Linked DNA regions of Mus musculus: region 1 is linked to region 2. Evidence: chromatin contacts called from public Hi-C data. All regions are on one chromosome and are shown on one strand. Each heading gives the region's core, a stretch centred on a gene start, on an enhancer-like site or on the middle of the called end of the contact. The rest is flanking DNA. Distances are from core to core; before and after follow the strand shown.

What was found. Hi-C and Micro-C count contacts between places; a contact is called where the count stands out from the background.
Region 1: a contact with region 2 is called in a Hi-C map of liver, with 2.3 times the contacts expected there. The contact joins two enhancer-like sites.

Annotation. Positions count from the first base shown.
Region 1 is chr2:65,259,307-65,264,833 of GRCm38.p6, forward strand. No RefSeq gene overlaps it. Among named protein-coding and RNA genes, the nearest start is that of Cobll1, 23 kb to the left of the region's middle. Within about 2 kb of position 3,120, at least 7 of the 459 cell types and tissues checked have an H3K27ac peak or open chromatin away from gene starts, as enhancers often do. A contact at or near this core is called in liver, where this site is marked.
Region 2 is chr2:65,115,118-65,120,910 of GRCm38.p6, forward strand. All of the region lies in intron 6 of Cobll1 (Cobl-like 1), which reads right to left. Among named protein-coding and RNA genes, the nearest start is that of Grb14, 95 kb to the left of the region's middle. Within about 2 kb of position 4,219, at least 41 of the 459 cell types and tissues checked have an H3K27ac peak or open chromatin away from gene starts, as enhancers often do. A contact at or near this core is called in liver, where this site is marked.

The sequences.
Region 1 (5,527 bases), core at 1,870-4,369, 140 kb after region 2:
TCCAGATTTCTTTCCTAGGGTTTCTATCTCCAGCGTTGCCTCACTTTGGGTTTTCTTTTTTGTGTCTACTTCCCTTTTTAGGTCTTGTATGGCATATGTATCAGAAGATGGCCTAGTCGAACATCATTGGGAAGAGAGGTCCCTTGGTCTTGCAAACTTTATATGCCTCAGTACAGGGGGAACGCCAGGGCCAAGAAGTGGGAGTAGGGGGTGGGGGGGGGGGTCTGGGGGACTTTTGGGATAGCATTTGAAATGTAAATGAAGAAAATACGTAATTAAAAAAATAAATTAAAAAATGTGGTATTTAAAAACATTTAAATTACACTGACTTTTATCTGTGTTTGTGTGTGTGTGTGTGTGTGCACAATATGTATGGGGTTGGGATGCACATTCCAAAATACCAGAGGACATTTTTCACCTTCCACCATCTGGGTCCTGGAGAAGGAACTGAGGTCTTCAGATCTGATAGCTAATGCCTTTACACACTCAGCCACCTTGCTGGCCTATATGGTGGTTTTGAAAACACATATTCAACTGGGGCTTCAGATGTTACTCATCAGCTTAATACTTGACTAGTATAAGCTTGGCTATATACTTGGCTAGTCTCAATCCTAAAAGAGGAAGGAAGAATAAGGAGAAGGAGGAAGAGGAGGAGAATGAAGAAGAAGAGGAGGAGGAGGAGGAGGAGGAGAAGGAGAAGGAGAAGGAGAAGGAGGAGAAGGAGAAGAAGAAGAAGAAGAAGAAGAAGAAGAAGAAGAAGAAGAAGAAGAAGAAGAAGAAGAAGAAGAAGAAGAAGAAGAAGAAGAAAAGAAGAAGACGAAGAAGAAAAGAAGAAGAAGAGGAGGAGGAGGAGGAAGAGGAAGAAGAAGAAGAGAAGAAGAAGAGAAGAAGAGGAGGAGGAGGAAGAAGAAAAAGAAAAGAAGAAGAAAAAGAGGAGGAGGAGGAGGAGGAGGAAGAAGAAGAAGAGGAGGAGGAGGAGGAAGAAGAAGAAGAGAAGAAGAAGGAGAGGAGGAGGAGGGGGAAGAAGAAGAGAAGAAGAAGAAGAGGAGGAAGAGGAGGAGGAAGAAGAAGAAAAGAAGAAGAAGAAGAAGAAGAAGAAGAAGAAGAAGAAGAAGAAGAAGAAGAAGAAGAAGAAGAAGAAGATTATTTTAAAAAGGAAGAGTTCAGTCTGAACGTCCCTTTATTTTGGGGTCACTGTAAAGAGTCTTTGGTGAGTTTCCTTCAGTTTTTTTTCACCACTTTACCCTGTTGCTTCAGGGACTGCGTGGCAGATTAATCATTCCCAAGTGTAGAGATACACAGGAGATTCTGGTCAAAGTTTAGAATCTTATTTAAGGAACTAAACTTTTCACCCGAATATGAAGTAGTTCACAGAGCATGGTACAGTTTAGGAAGGTGATGTCCTTTTTATTTATGCTTTTAGTCAACACGTGTTTCAAAATGACAAAGAACATGACCATTTCTGTCTTAGGGTTTTACTGCTGTGAAGAGACACCATGACCAAGGCAATTCTTATAAGGACAACATTTAATTGGGGCTGGCTTACAGGTTCAGAGGTTCAGTTCATTATCATCAAGGCGGGAGCATGGCAGCATCCAGGCAGGCATGGTGCAGGAGGAACTGAGAGTTCTACATCTTCATCTGTAGGCTGCTAGTAGAAAACTGGCTTCCAAGGCAGCTAGGATGTGGGTCTTAAAGCCCAGGCCGACAGTGCACTTCCTCCAACAAGGCCACACCCACTTCAACAAGGCCACACCTCCTAACAACGCCACTCCTTGGCCTAAGCATAATCAAACCTTTTCAACTCACAGTAACAATTCTCTGTTGTCTCTTAACGTCACTGTTGTCAAGAGAGCCAGAAGTCGAGCACACTGTAAAAACAGATGCCTCTCTGAAACGTAAATATATCTACAAGTGCACAGATGTTTCTGCTGTTGGATATCCTAATCCTGGGCAATGGCATCCTTCTGCTTTAGTAGTCCGTGCATGGTGTGTAACATGCCAAGCCTGTCCAAACAGACACTTTTATATAGACACTGTGCTTCATAGAATGGACTGCATCTTAAGCCACGTTATATAATTGGTATGCATTGTCCTCTCCCACCACCACCGCAAAAATCTGCCTTTTCTTCTTTGACTTTTATGAATCAACCTGAACCTGTACTCCCCGCTTCCCTGAGCCACGAGGCCGGAGTACAGTCACAAAGACATCATAGGCTACACCATCTTCCTCTAGCCAGAGTAAAACACATGTGTTTTGTAAGGAAATTAGATGGGAACTGGCCCTTGGCTTGCTAGGGTGAGTGGCACCTTCTGCGCAGGCTCGTTGTGCTGTAGTTGTCAGTGTTTCTGCGCAGGCTCATTCTGCTATAGTCCTCGGTGTTTCTCTGTATGAAGCCAGGAAGGATTCTCAGGTCCTCCCTCCATCATTGTAAGCGAGCCTGCTGTTCTAATCATTCTTGCCCATACCCAGGCTTCTGCCACTCGAATGCATTTCACAATTTGAGCCTTTGTCTCAGTTTTGGGACCAATCAAAGGACCTGGGTCATTTCAACTCAATGTACCGATATCTACACCTTCCATTTTCTTATATATGTCCAGTTAATTCTCTCAGGGGCATGACCTTCCAGAGCAGAGTATAGGACCTTAGGAATACCAGAGCTGAGAACCAAACACCCAACAAATCCTCCTGTGACCACGACGGTGAAAACAAACCTATGTTCCTGGTGCTGATGAGCCTTTGGCAGATAATGACATGTTTCGTTACTAATAAGGAAAAGCCTAAATCTCTCTGGCACGGGACTTGGCTGGTGTGCTAGAGAGTCCTGGCTCCGCCCTCAGCACTGTAAATAGTGATGATAATAATTATTATTTGTTATACTCTTTATCCAGCCAGGTTTTATTTATAGTGCTTCCATGGTGCGTTTGATAGGCAGTTGTTAGAGAATTACTTCTAAGTGAACGAACTGTATTTGCTGAGTTAATATTTTTTTCCCCAGCATGGGATTAACCTGGATATTTTGGTATTTGAGGAAGCTCATTCACTTTCATGGCTTCACCTAGTATCTGTTTGGTTTTACTTTAAAAATAAACAAGTAAATACAAGGTCTTCCGAAGTGGCCCAGGCTGACCTCAGTTTCACAATCCTCCTGCCTCCACCCCTCAAGTGCTAGAATGAGAAGCATTCGCCACCGTCTGGCTGGTTTGGCATTTGTTTCTAATAACTATTGAACCTACACTAGTTTTATTCTGACTTTGTTTTTTCTTCTATGGTAAGATGTCTCTTGAATGTTTAAGTAATTGAAAGTTCACATTGAAATCTGTGTTCATTAGTATTTTCTTCCTTCTCCCAGTGCCAAAAAGAAGAAGAAAAAGAAGTTGAGAGAGGATCTCACTGTTTGTCCTAGATCGGCGTGTATCTCTCTGTCCTGAGCTGGTGCTCTTTCAAGCCATTGTTTGTTTTGGGTTTTGTTCTTCTCTGTTTTTTTTTTGTTTGTTTGTTTGTTTGTTTGTTTTTTGGGGTTTTTTTTTTTTGGTTTGGTTTGGTTTGGTTGTTCTGTTTTGTTTTGTTTTGTTTTGTTTTGTTTGTTTTAAGAAAAGGTCTCTCTACTTTGCCTTCACTGTCCTAGAACTCACTGTGTAGACCTGGCTGACCTTGAACTCACAAAGCTCCAGCTGCCTCTGCCCCCTGAGTGCAAGAATCTAATGCATGCTCCACATGCCCATCTCACCACAAGCTTAACTATAATGCCTTCATTTCTCTTTCTTGTTATGTATACATTTTTGCTGATTCTTTTCTTATTCTTACTAATTCTCTTGAATCGTAAACCTTATTTATTATTGGGATCAGGTGTGGTGGCACATGCTCACAATCCCTGCATTCAGAGTTTATGTCAAAAGACTCATAAGTTTATGGTTAGCCTGTACTATGTAAGGACTTCAAGGACAGCCTGGGCTACAGAGTACACCTGTCTTATCAAACAGCAGCAGCAGCAACAACAATAATAACAACAACAAAATATACCCCAAATCAAACCCTAAACTATTAATTTTTGCATTCAAAAAATAACTAAAGCCAGTATTTAACATGTATTTGTTATTGCCGTGGTAGGGCATACCATATAGAAATTTATACTAAATCATTTTTGCAAAACACATCATGAAAGTGTCCATCCACACTGGGAGTGAAATGATTGATCCATCCAGGTCCCCAGAAAGGCATTAACCAAGCTACCTCTCACGCCCCACAAAAAAAAAAAAAGAAAAAAAAAGAAATGAAAAAGAAAGGAAAAGAAAAAAGAAAAAGAAAGGAAGGAAGGAAGAATGAAAGAAAAGAAGAGAGAAAAAAGAAAAAATAGAAAAATCCACTTTGATAGCAACTTTACTGAGTCACTGTATCTTGAGTCACATGGGATTCTGTTACTGGAAGTCAGTCCTCCCTGGTTCCTGGGGTAGTCTATTAAAGTTCCAGCTGTCATATATCTATACCTGTGTGCTGTGTGCTCTATAGGTCAAAGGGAAGCAGGAAGAAGCCCCCTTTATACTTTCCTGTCTCTGGCATTTTGGGTCTGTTTCTTGAACTCCTGGGTGTGATTTTTTGGATACCCACAGTGGAACTATTTGAGGCATTGCTGTATCTTCACCCAGGCAGTTCTCCATTACACAACTATCCTCCCTTAGGAGTTTAGAGAACAAGAAAGAACTGTGCCTTCACACACACTCACACACATAGGCACACGCACACACATACATGTGCGCGCATGTGCGTGCTTTTTACCTTGCTTTTAAAAAAGAGTGTGTGTTCCCAGGTGCTGGAAACTGAAACAGCTGTTACAGAAATCCTGTATTTGGCATAAGATGCACCTTCATGCTTCCTCATTTGCAGGTCCCAGGAAAGATGCAGCTTGCATTTTGAGTACATGCCTGACTTCCCTAGATCACAGAGTTTTTCCCCAATGAGTAGAAAACTATACCTTAAGGCTAAGGCAACAGGCCAAGTGAGATCTCCAGAGGCCATAGCCAAATCCAAGTGCTTGCCAGAGAGAAAGAGGACGGAAAGTGGAAGGAAAACTGTCAGGGGATCTTTGGTATGTGGACTATCTTCTTTCCTCTTCAAAAGTCAGATTACAAACAGGGGAAATAGTGTGCCAGAAATGCTCAGGTGAATGTGGGACAGCCTGGGAATGCACATGCCCCGTGTCCTGAGGCTTTCGGGGCATGTCAATGTGATGCGGAGCTGAAGTCTTGGTAAGATAAATTTATCAGTGTCGTTGTCTTCACGTAGGATCTTTGAAGTTGTAGAAAGCCATCGAGCTTCTATAGGCTGGCCTGGGATCAGGACAAGGGAGCCATTGGGTCAAAATAACTCAGCACCTAGTCCTTTCATGGCAATAATAAGGGCAGGAATCAACTCAGCCAAGCCGAGTCCAAACACACTACTCTGGGTCTTTGAACACCTTTGCCCTTTGCTCCAAGTTCCTATGTGCCCAGATAGAAGCTACATGATAGTAATAGAAATCTAAAAAGA
Region 2 (5,793 bases), core at 2,969-5,468:
TGTGATGAAAACTTACCCACTTTAGTGACAAAAGAAAAACATAAAGATTGGTGCAAATGGTCCAAAGTCAGGAATTTTGAACAAATAAGAATAGTGACTCTAGGTCATCAACAGTAAGTTGATGACAAGAATACAGATTTCATTTTGACATAGGAATGAGATTAATGTGAGTCTCTAAGAAAGTAGCTTGATATGTTTTATTTTCTTGTAAAATAGGGAGACAAAAGGTGGTTGGTTGCCATGAAGAGTTCTCTCAGGAAAGAACTAGTCAGTCAAGATAAAAGCAAAGAAGGCCACAAGAGTCAAATGTGAAGATCTTTTATGTGGACTAAAGCATTACTTTTCCTAATACATAGTGAAGCCCTAGGCCCCTATACTGTGAAGAAACCTTTAATCTATTGAATATATCCTTTGGTTAAAGTCTTCAGGAAAGGCAGGGGTGTATAAATTAGAAGACTTCAGTATTTTTTTATCTAACTCGTAGCCAAGACAACTATTATATGTTTAGGTCGAGGATGTAACATGTAAGACTGGAGGGGCTCCAAAGTCAAGAGTATCAAACACTAGAAAACAGATGTACAGAACTGCTATGGTATCTTAAGAAATGCACATGATAAGGTTCTAAAGTGACCAGCCAATTTATTGAGTATTATTAAATGTGAACTTGTCTGACTAAAGAGAGGCTTACCGAGTGTTCTCAATTTGGAAGATAGAATACTGTAATATCTACTAACAAATGGGATTTGGAGTCAGTATTCGGAGTTCAGCCAGGAGACATGTCATGAATTGTCTTGGTAACTTCAACCTTCTCATGTATAAAAAGTAAGCACAATAGCCAGGAAAAGTATCTATGTCAGAAAGGGTCTGGGTTACCCAAATGACATCATGCATGCACAATGGAATAAAGCCTAGCAAACCACACATGCTACCTCATAGACATCAGCTGGCACTCCTACAACAGTTGTCTATTTTCAGGCTGGGAATATTATTTTGTAAATAAGAAAATAATAGGTACTGAGGTGAGAGAGAGGTACCGATATGAAATGAGGACATTTACATCATCTATCTCTCCTAGGAGAGAACAGAAATCGAGTCCTACTGGAATCTGACTTGGAATCAACTCTAAAACCCAACTGTGTTTATGCTCTGCATCCAAGGTTGGGTTATTGCATAAAAACCCCCACTAAGTCACTGCAGCATACCATGAAAGACTCCAGTAATAATTAAGGTTTAACACTAGTCTGTTACATCTTGGCAACGAGTAGATAAATGTGTACTGCCGCATAGACATTTGAACAATTTCATAACCATGCCTAATTAGAATGAACTGCTTACAACTCTCTAGTTTCAGTATCAAAATTCATTTCCTTCAGTCAAATCATGACAGGAATTTTAAAAGAAGGTCTGAGGTTAAATTGTTTTTAAGTCTGAAGGGTTTGCAAAATGAAAAGAAAGCCAGATTTCTAACTCCCTAGGAGAGCCTGCCTTGGCTAATCATTAGCTACTCAATTCTACGCTCTAGTTAAAGCCACTGATAAGGCTGTGCACTATTAGTAAGCCTTGCAACTGAAACAGGAACACACTCCCACAAATGTTGTGACCCGTGTAAAGGGAAATATTACAAGAAAAAATAGGATATGCTGGTGAAAGAACATGGTAAGGTCAGATGGGAACCCATAGCAGATAGACCATCTGAATCCATGCCTAGATTAGCATTCACTTACTTAAATGACATAAAATCTAACAGAAGAAGGCAGAATTAAGGCAGTACTGTAGCCCACAGCAGTACTGAGGACTGGCTCTGGAGATGTTAGTAGCTTACATATTAATCACAGGTACACCATAACATGGGCAGTAAAATCAGCAAATCCTGCATGAACCAGAAATACAGGGGGGGAAATGTTCTAAAGAGGAGAAACAGTGTAGCTCAACTGCAATGATGTTGCAAAATGTTCTAATAGGAGATCTTGGATTATATCTGCTTTTAGGAATATTCTTAAATTTGGGGAACGGTGGGTTTAGCGGGGACTTAACCACTTGAAATGGTCTCTAATCTTAAAATTCCCTTTCTTCTTCAAGGAAAGTTTAACATTATGCTCAGCTAACCTTTTCAACAGCATAAAATCTATTAAATATCTTATGATTGACATTAGGCTTATGCAAATATACTATGAATATGTCCCAACTTCACGTATGACTGATGGTTGAGTTTTAACTCTTGGTGGAAGATCCCTAAATTAATTTTACAAGTTAGACACACAAGTTGGTTTGAAATATAATTATTTTGAATGTAATTATTTCATAATTAATGGAATATAGAAATATGAGAAATTGAATTTGCAAAGTAGGTATGCTCTGTAAGCAAGTTTTTTTTTTTTTCAGTAATAAAATCAATATAACTGCATTGGAACAAAAGCAATGCTTAAAATGAAAGGGAATTTTTTTTTAAAGAACAATTGTTGTATATCCTAACAAACACTGGTCAGCCCTTTGAGGTTTTGCTGTTTATTTTCTCAAGTGTAATTTTTACAGCTGTATAAACACATGCAAAGAGAACTGCCTTTATACTGGATGGAAACATACATGCCACTTGTTTGTCATTGAAGCTTTTTAGAAATAAACTATTTCCAGGTAAAATATGGAAAAGCTTTTTCCAAAGATCTGAATCTCTGCTCTATAATAGCATATTCTCTGGAGAAAAACCTATTATTTTATTATTATCTACCTAAGCCCATATTAAGAGTTCTCCTTGATAGCATGGAAAGTCTTACCTTGTCAGGATTGACTCAGATTATCAACATCCAAGTGAAGGAATGGGTAAACAGATGTGACCTATCAAGTACAAGCAACTGGGCTGAGCAAAAGACAGGAGACATCAGGTACAGGGCCTGCAGCTCTTCAACCTACACTATGTGAGCAGTCATCTCCTCTGCCAATTTTAACACCACTCCTATCATTCTTCTGAAATAAGTACTACGGTAGAAGCCAATAAGATTAGAGCTAGATCATCCAGAAGGTGTTCCATGTGGCATCAACACCATTAGCTTGTGACTTTTTGTTCCTAATTAAAGTTAAGGCCCTCCAAGGAATTCCACGTGGCTGTGTTGGTCACAAGATTTGTATCAAACATATCTTGTGCAAAATTCATTATTAGTTAACAGTGACATTTATATCCTCTAGTTAATAAGCTCAGCAAATGAACACATTTTTCTCACACTCTAAGCCTTCCATTTCTTTGTTGCACCACAAGGTGCTTGTGTGGATTCCTGTGTTGCAATAAGTGCACACAGAAAGATGCCAGGTGTTAAGTCTTCAATGTTGCTATCATACATTGGGTCTCAGGAGTCATTCAATAGGAGTAGCTGTTGTGACCTGGTTACCACCAACCAAAGGTCCAGACTACAGAACTTTTTTTTATTAGGTAGAAGCCAGCCGTACATAGTTTTGCAATATAAGAACTTGAAGATTCTGGGAAATTTAGTTAGAAAATTTTATTCCTCAGAGAAAAAGAACACAGCAATGGACAAGTTCATTTAGTGTGGAAAGTTGATGGAAAGACTACAGCAGAGAGTAAAAACACCACAGAGTATCTAGGAGAGCCCAAGGTGACACAAGACACACAGAGGTTGAGCAGTTTCCATTTACATGCACACTGGCCCTTTTTTTGTGCAAAGAAAAAAAAAGACAAATTTTTAAGCCTATGCTATTTATGCCTTTGACAGACATGTACATTCTTCTTCTTCAGACACATCAGTGTTTCCGTCAGTCCCACCCTCCCCTCACTCACTGAGCTCTATTTATATAATCGTGGCTTGCTAGTGACAATCTTGGTTTTAACATTTTTAAGCCCAAAGATGAGAACTGAGCTCAGCCGTACATCTTCTACGAACAAGAAGAAAGTAGAACCTAGGATCGATCCAAAGTAAACGAGAATACATGGTGAAGATCGTGGTTCCCTGTAATCCGAACAAACTGGACTGACATGTTTCTAGGCACAGGTGAGGAGAACACCTTACAGATGAGCTGAACTTAGAACCCATGCCAAAGTCAAATGACAGCCAAAGTAATACACTGGGGGAGGAGGGCATTTCAGTTCAGCCCAGAGAGAAAGCCAAAGCTATCAAGAAAGCTTTATCCCTCCCTACACACTCATACCACGGCCATGCTTCCTCTGACCTGGCTACTGTTACTGCATGCTGCTGAGTAGAGAAGGGCACACCTACTCATGCAGCCTTCAACACCAATGTAGGCCAGAGGCTATGTAAGCCTTGGACTTCTGACTTCAGTGTTCTGCTGTGACCTAGTGTAAAGCTTAAGGCACAGGCAGCCTTTTGCTTACTGATAGACAAGGAAGAGAAACGTGTATTCAATTTACAAATGGTCAAGAGCTCTTGTTCTTTGAAGATTTTTCTTCTTTAGAGGTTAAAATATAATTAGCAGGTCCCTTTACTTTTAGGTTTGAAGCACACCTGAAAGTGCCAACAGAGGGCTTGAGTGTAGATTAATGGAGTGTTCTCTGTAGAAGTTGGCCTGGAATAGGAAAACTAAACACATAAGCAGGCGCCGCTGCCTCGCTTTTCGTGGCCATGACTCCTTAACAAACCTTAGAAAAGTTACAAAGAAATGATGCACATTATGCATGGGAAAAAGGAAAGAATATACTGTGCTGGTAGATTTTTTCAGATGCATTAATCCACTCATAGCTTTGGAAGTAGAGCCAGATGTACTCATATATCAAGCTGCAACTGTCATGGTAACCACAGTTCCTAGGCAACTGTTGAACTCCGTGTGGGGTCCACTTTCCATACAATAAATACAAGACGCGAGCAGGAGAGAAAATAAAGTGTTACATGATAGCCCAAATTAAAAAAAAAGCAGGAAGAGAAATATTTCTTAACGAGTACAAATACATAATCTATTACAACAGGGAGTACAACCTTAATTGGTCTGCATAAAATAACTGGAAAAATTCACCAAGTAAAATAAAAAACAGATGTTTACTTGCTTCATGGGCATATCATCTGCTTCTAAACCAAATTAAGTAGGGAAAAAAAATAAAGATAAAACTGTGTAAAAGAGGCATGCAAAGCATTCCTAAAAAATTGAGTCAGCCACTGAAAAACGAATACTCTGGGTATTAAGTTTCACTTGCATAATATCAGATGGCAGGAAGTCTTGGTTTCCCAATATTCGAATGTTGTCTGTGGCAGCACACACATTGAGACCAAATGAAATGCTCAGTAGAGGTTATCCCTTTACTGTGCTTCCAGCCACAAACCTACCCCAAGGAGGTTACACACCATGCCAGTGGCTGGGGACAGTTATTTACTGTTGAATGCAGAGGACTTGAAGCAGTAAAGCCACACTAAAGGTGGGAGTCAAAAAGTCTCCAAAGGTTTTGGGAATTCTACAGGTGGAGATTTCCAACAATTTCTTTTAAACTCTTCCACTTCCACTTGAAACATAAGTTTAAGAGACCAACTGATGGAAACAAGGCAGTCCTCTGCCGACTGATTTTGCTACAGGTGTCCTCAACAGACAGTAAATGGTTCTAGGACTCAGATTTCTATACTTAGTCTTATTCCCCAAAGCTGTCGATGTCATTTTGTTGACAATCTTACTTCATATGGTTACACGCACTTCATATAGGGATACAGTTACTGTTCCTATATATAACAAAAAAGGCCAAATACCATAGACCTTGTAACACAAATGACATTTCAAATCACGAGAAAAAGTCTGTTTGATAACACGTTCAAAAAGTTCTAGGAAAAACTGCTAGAAAATTTCTAA